Linked DNA regions of Canis lupus: region 1 is linked to region 2. A link is a contact called in public Hi-C data. All regions are on one chromosome and are shown on one strand. The core of a region is the stretch at or near the end of the contact, and the rest is flanking DNA. Distances in the headings are between cores, read along the strand shown.

Evidence for each region. A called contact is a pair of places that touch in the nucleus more often than the background predicts.
Region 1: a Hi-C map of blood shows a contact between it and region 2, with 2.3 times the contacts expected there. The contact joins two enhancer-like sites. A contact is called at or near these places in 2 of 9 Hi-C or Micro-C datasets (amygdala and blood).

The regions. Positions count from the first base shown.
Region 1 is chr30:33,987,206-33,990,213 of UU_Cfam_GSD_1.0, forward strand. No RefSeq gene overlaps it. Among named protein-coding and RNA genes, the nearest start is that of RPLP1, 210 kb to the left of the region's middle. Within about 2 kb of position 1,751, at least 1 of the 20 cell types and tissues checked has an H3K27ac peak or open chromatin away from gene starts, as enhancers often do. A contact at or near this core is called in blood, where this site is marked.
Region 2 is chr30:33,883,202-33,885,901 of UU_Cfam_GSD_1.0, forward strand. The region is part of intron 1 of LOC119866931 (a long non-coding RNA gene); the gene reads left to right. Among named protein-coding and RNA genes, the nearest start is that of RPLP1, 110 kb to the left of the region's middle. Within about 2 kb of position 1,395, at least 2 of the 20 cell types and tissues checked have an H3K27ac peak or open chromatin away from gene starts, as enhancers often do. A contact at or near this core is called in blood, where this site is marked.

The sequences.
Region 1 (3,008 bases), core at 501-3,000, 100 kb after region 2:
CTAGAAAGCATCACTATGTGACATTGAATAAGTCACTTCCTATCTCTGGGCTTGCACGTTCTCAAACAGAAAATTAAGGGCTTAGGTTGTATGGAATCTAGGATTTTGATTAGCTCAAAAGATCAACTCTGAGATTCCTGGTGGGTTCCAAAGAGGTGTGATCCAGATGGGTCGGTTTGGTGAAGGCAGAAGCAGGGGGCATGGGGAAGGGGCGGGCAGGGGTGGCCTGCCTGAGTATGGCACCTGTGCTTACACGAACCTACCCAACTTGGTGGTTCAAATCAAGGCCTACTCATGGATTGATTGATGCATTGATTGATTCATTGTCTTTATAAGGCTTCCTCTGACCCCTACCAGCCCAAAGTGCTCTCTCTCTTCTCTGACCTTCTGGGGCCCTTCCATGTGGCTTCACTCCATCTCTTGTGACATCTCCCCACTATTTCTTGCTGGCCCGACCAGGTGACCCCATGCCTGCTGTTCCATGCCCTGGCTCACTCACTGCCTTCTCACTGGAAGGCTTTACTTTTTATCTCTACCCCTCAATGTTCTGGCTTAAGGACCTGCTCAAAAGCCACCTCCTCTAGGACGTCTTCCCAGGCATCTAATTCAAAACTCTCTCTCCATGTGCTCCTTATTAGCACACTTCAGTGTCTGTCCATTGACATAAGGCCAAACCTTTAGCTTAGGTCCTTAGCCTTTTCTCTCATCACTGCCCTCCCACCTACCCAGCTCCAGGTAGGCCAGGGTCTCTCTTACCTCCACGTGGAACTGAAGCTGTTCCTCCTGCCTGGAAAGCCTGTGCCCCACCATGTCCCCATGATGATGACACCCTAGAATTCTAAGACTCAGCCTATGTCTCCTGTACTACTAAGAGTTTCTTGAACCCACCGTTTGGTCTGTATTCTAAGCTGTGTCATGAGCCAGTATCGTACATGAGTCTGGTGACCCTGGGGTATTTGTCTCCAAAGTCACAGCGCCTTGTGTAGGGCCCGGCACACAGCAAGTGCTCTGTGAACATGGCATTGAAGAGTGTTCTTGCATGCATCCATCGCAGTACCCAGCAGAGGCTGGGACCCAGGCAGGTGTGCGGATGGGATTGTAGCTTCAAAGCTTTGTGTGTAGAAACCCTGGACTCTGGGATGGAGCCTTGGAGCTGATGGAGCTGAGGAAATGACTCCCATTGAGTGTGTGTGTGTGTATGTGTGCGTGCTCTGTGGACATGCCTGCTGGGACCTTGGTGATCTGCCAAGTGTGGGAGGAAACTAGCTCCCCAGAGACTGCTGCCTCTCCCTTGACATCCTTCCCTCCTAGGCACCAGGCCTACCGACTCCAGGGTCAGCACCAGAGATGTTCCTGGAGGGCCCTCCACGGTCGTGTACAGACAGTGTCTGCAAAGGCCTGGGGCACAGTCTTGGAGCTGCATGGTCCTGCACTGGATACCTTAAGCAGGTTTCTGACACCTCACATCCTCTGGGGGAGCTCCTCACGCTGGTCTTCTCATGTGCCAGGTCCTGGGTTAAGCCCTTGTGTGAAGGACCTGATTTAATTTTCATCACCACCCTAGTTGCAGAGGGGGAAACTGAGGCATGGGGACATTGAGTTACTTGTCTTAGAGCCCAAAGCAGCTGAAGGGAGAGCGGGGAGTGGGGGGTTGGATTCCTAGGGCTGGGTCTGGCTCTGAGACTAGAAAGCATCACTATGTGACATTGAATAAGTCACTTCCTATCTATGAGGTCGAGTAGACTTAGCCACTGCACATGCTCCGGAGGGTTGCACCTGCTCCCTCTCATGTAATAATGCCTTCTTGAGCGACTGGATTAGTGTAAACATGTGACACTTGTGACGTGACTGGCAGGCTGACATCATCAATCTCTAACTCAAGCTTTCATTATAAAGATAAGGAAACCAAGGCACAGTTCATGTGAGTGACTTGATGAGCACCTGGTGAGTTGGGTGGACTCAAAGTCAGGTCACCTAAGGGCTGGCTATTTTCATTTCTCATTATGCTGTGCCCTGCAGGACGAAAAGAAGGAAAGAGAATGTAACATTTTGGAGGAACTGAGGCGGGGGGGTGGCGGGGGAGAGTGGTTGAGGACACAGGGGGAGCCAGTCCATCGCCGTCAGTTCTCCAGCCACCAGTGAGGGTAGTCCTGTTATGGTCCCAATTTGCAGTCCTGTAGATCTGATCACAGAGGGATGGGTGACTTGCCTGAAACTGGTAGCTGGTAAAAAAAAAAAAAAAGAGTGGAATTTGGATTTAGGAGTGTCTTTTTCCAGGTTTTGTGCTTTTTTCCTGCATTGCCGGCCCAGGAGCGGGGCCAAAGATCAAGGTCTGGAGAGCTGCAATGTAGGCCCTCGACTGTGCCAGAGAGCGAGCTGGATGCTGGGGATGTCCCTTCTGACCACCAAGAGAGCTCCTGGGGCTGGGGAGAGGGTGGTGTGGGCAGCAGCGTGGCCCAGGGGCAGAGGCAGCTCTTGAAACACAAGGTGGCTAGACTTCTTCCTTGGGAGTGCTGAGGGAGCCAAAAAGTGCCATTTCGTCTTTGTGAATCCAAATAGCCTCTTGGGCTCCTTTGGTCTAGTAGGGTCAGCTTTCAAAGGGCAGAGAGTGACTTTGGACCAGCAGGTTTGAGGATCCTATGCTAGTGGTTGGTAGATAGGAAAGAGCTCAGAAATCTTAAGATTTGTTTTGAAAATTCAAGCAGAATTGGCCTTTCCCCCACCATATAACCACATGTGCAAGCAGAACGGATGAGTCTAGCTACATGAGCCCCGCTGAGCAGCCTAGCTGGGGTAGGCCAAGGGACCCTGTCTTTGGCCACATCCTGTTCAACACTTACTAATAACTAGAATGGAATTACCACTCACAGCCGCCCCGTAAGATAGGCTGTGGTACCCCTTTTACAGACCAGGGGAGAGTGAGTGACCTGCCCCTTTCCACAGCCATTGATATCATGAGATTTGGAAGCCAGATAGGTCAGACTCTGAAACGTGGGGCACTGATTCAC
Region 2 (2,700 bases), core at 145-2,644:
TTGTAAGAGTTTATTCATTCATTCATTCATTCATTCATTCATTCATTCATTCATTCATCATGATCATGAATGAATGAATGAATGACACAGAAAGAGGCAGAGACACAGGCAGAGGGAGAAGCAGGCTCCCTGCGGGGAGCCCGATGCGGGACTCGATCCCAGGACCCTGGGGTCACGCCCTGACCCGAAAGCAGATGCTCAACCGCTGAGCCGCCCAGGCGCCCCTGTCTCTGGAATTTGAACCGAGACCAGGGGGTGCCACAGTTGGTGTCATGCTGGAGCTGGGAAGTGGGGGGCCCAGCACAGGGCTGCAAACACTCCAGGGTTCGGAGTAAGGGAGCCGGCCAGCCGGGGACCGAGGGGCAGGGGCGCCCAGGAGCGCTCTAGTCCACCTGCGGGGACAACGCCTCGCTCCGGGCAGCCCCTTAGCACGCCTCCCTCGGGGACGTGAGGATGGCCTTGGAGCAGTGCCCCCCGGGCCGCGTCTCCCTTTCCTCCTCTTTCTGACTCGGCGTGTCCCTGATGTTGTCTTGTGCTTGTCAGAGCGTCAGATACTGAATGACCGGGGTGGCGGGGGATAACTTTCGTCCCCAGCTTATAGGTGTTGGGACCAAGAGGCGCCCCATCTGTGCATGATGAAGGTGTCCTGGACCTCGCTGCCGGTATGGAGAGCCCAGCACGCTGCCTGAGACCCCGAGTGGGGGGCCCCGGGGGCTGTACTCCTTGGGGGGGGCTGAGTGTAACTTTGCTTGCAGGAGGGGGACCGAGCCACATATCCGGCGACCCCAAGGGCAAACAGCATCAGCGATCCTGAATGCTGTTGTCCAGTTAGTTCTCGTGCCCTGAGCACCGGGCCCCAGCAGGATGGCACAGGCCGGGCCCTCGTGCTGGGGACAGGCAGCGGTGAGTGCGAGTGCTGGCGGCCTGTCTGAGGCCCTTCTGGCTCTTGCCTCGACGTAGCCACATTCAAGGCCTGGACCCTGGGGAGAGGGAACACGCAGCACCCGAGTCCCGGATGGATAAACCTTCACTGATTGAGCCATCTCACTCTGGCGGTTGTTGGTTACCACGACACGCCCTAGTGTTTTCTGACTGCCTTTCCTAGGGTTGTTCTAGATCCTTCTGGAAAGTAGCCGGAGGCTCTGACACCGTGGGGCCCGGACCCAGGCACCGGTGACACGGCTTGGGTCTCTCCCACCAGCCTCAGTGCCATCCCCGAGGCTGCGGGACAGGAGTGCAGAACAGCAGAGGGCACCAGAGGCCTGTCGCCTCTCTCCCCATCATGGTGTCCTAGTTGGAGGCGCTGGCGTGGCCAGAGGGGCCCTGGGGCCTGCAGCAGGGAGAGAGCTCAGGGCCTGCCCCTCGGGGAGTCGCTGCGGTTGTGAGCAAGGGTTTGTAGGATGCAGACGCACCCCTCTGGGGGCTTCAGAGGGACTGGGCCCTAAGCCAGGGCCCCACGGGGGCCTCTAAAGAGCAGGCCTTCCTCTCGCACTTTCCCTCTAGGCCTGGCTCCGTGTTAGGTGTCAGGGTCAGACCCTGAGTAAGGCCGAGAGGAGCAGCCAAGGGCCAGCACAGAATGTCCTGGGCACCGCTACACCCCTGCCCCCCCTGCCCCCAGGCCCAGAGCTGTGGGATCTCAGGCCTTCCCCAAGCCTTTGGCTGCTGAGGCCTCAAGTCCCGCCATTATACTTTGGCCACTCAGGCCTCCTGGATCTGAGGCTTGCAGCCTTGTTTCTCTCTTGGGCCGGGGAGAGGGGGTGAGGTGCAGGTTGGGGGGAGCGGGGCCAACAGCCAGGTTTCCTAGATTGACAGGACAGTGCAGGGGGAGGGTCTGAGCACTTCAGCTCTGTCCTGGGAGTGGGGAGTCTGGAGTCGGGGCGGCTGTGTGATCCCCTTCAGCCTCAGCTTCTGTCGAGGGGGAGTCGGGGCGGGCTGAGCTCGGAGACCCCTCCAGAGTCTGTGCTTTGGGGAGCAGGTTTCACTGCTCAGGACCCGGGAGGCGGTCTGGCCCCGGGGCAGGGGCCACCGGGAGTCACGAACTGGATGCGCAGTTTTGCCAGGAGAGACTGGACTGTCTGCATGTGCTTGCTTTCCCCTAGCGTTGGCATACGCCGCAGTATTTACACTTCTCTGGATCATATAAAGACCAAGGTCAGGTCAACACTGTCCGCATAACCTCAGTTGGCCCAGAGTCAAACAGAAGAGGTAATGGTGCCTGAGGCTCCCGCCCGCCCGCCTTCCCCGCCTCCTCTAGGTGCTGCTCCTGGCCTCTGGGTGCTGGTCCTTCCATGTGGGCGGGGGGTCTGGCCTGGCGTCTGGATCCCTAGGCAGAAAGTCTTCCAGAACGTTCATCTAACAGATGGACTCCAAGCTGTCGCCTTGGGGGCAGTGGAGTGGGGATGTCCACATTCTGCTTGGCATGCTTTGCCGCCCCTTCTCTCACCCTCGTCAGTGAGCCAGGCTTCTTGACAAAAAGGTGGCACCAAGTTTTCCCCAGCAGGAGCCCAGGAGCTCAGGAAGGTGGGGTCTCACTGGAGAAACAGGGTCGCTCTCAACCCTTCGACCTTCCTTCTGCTCGGATCCATCGGATCCTGGGAGGTTGGGTGGGAGCAAGGAGGCGGGCCACTTGGGAACCCTTCTTCGGCTCCACCCACTGCCCCCGTCCCCCTGAGCTCCAGAGGAGATGAGGGCACCGCAGAG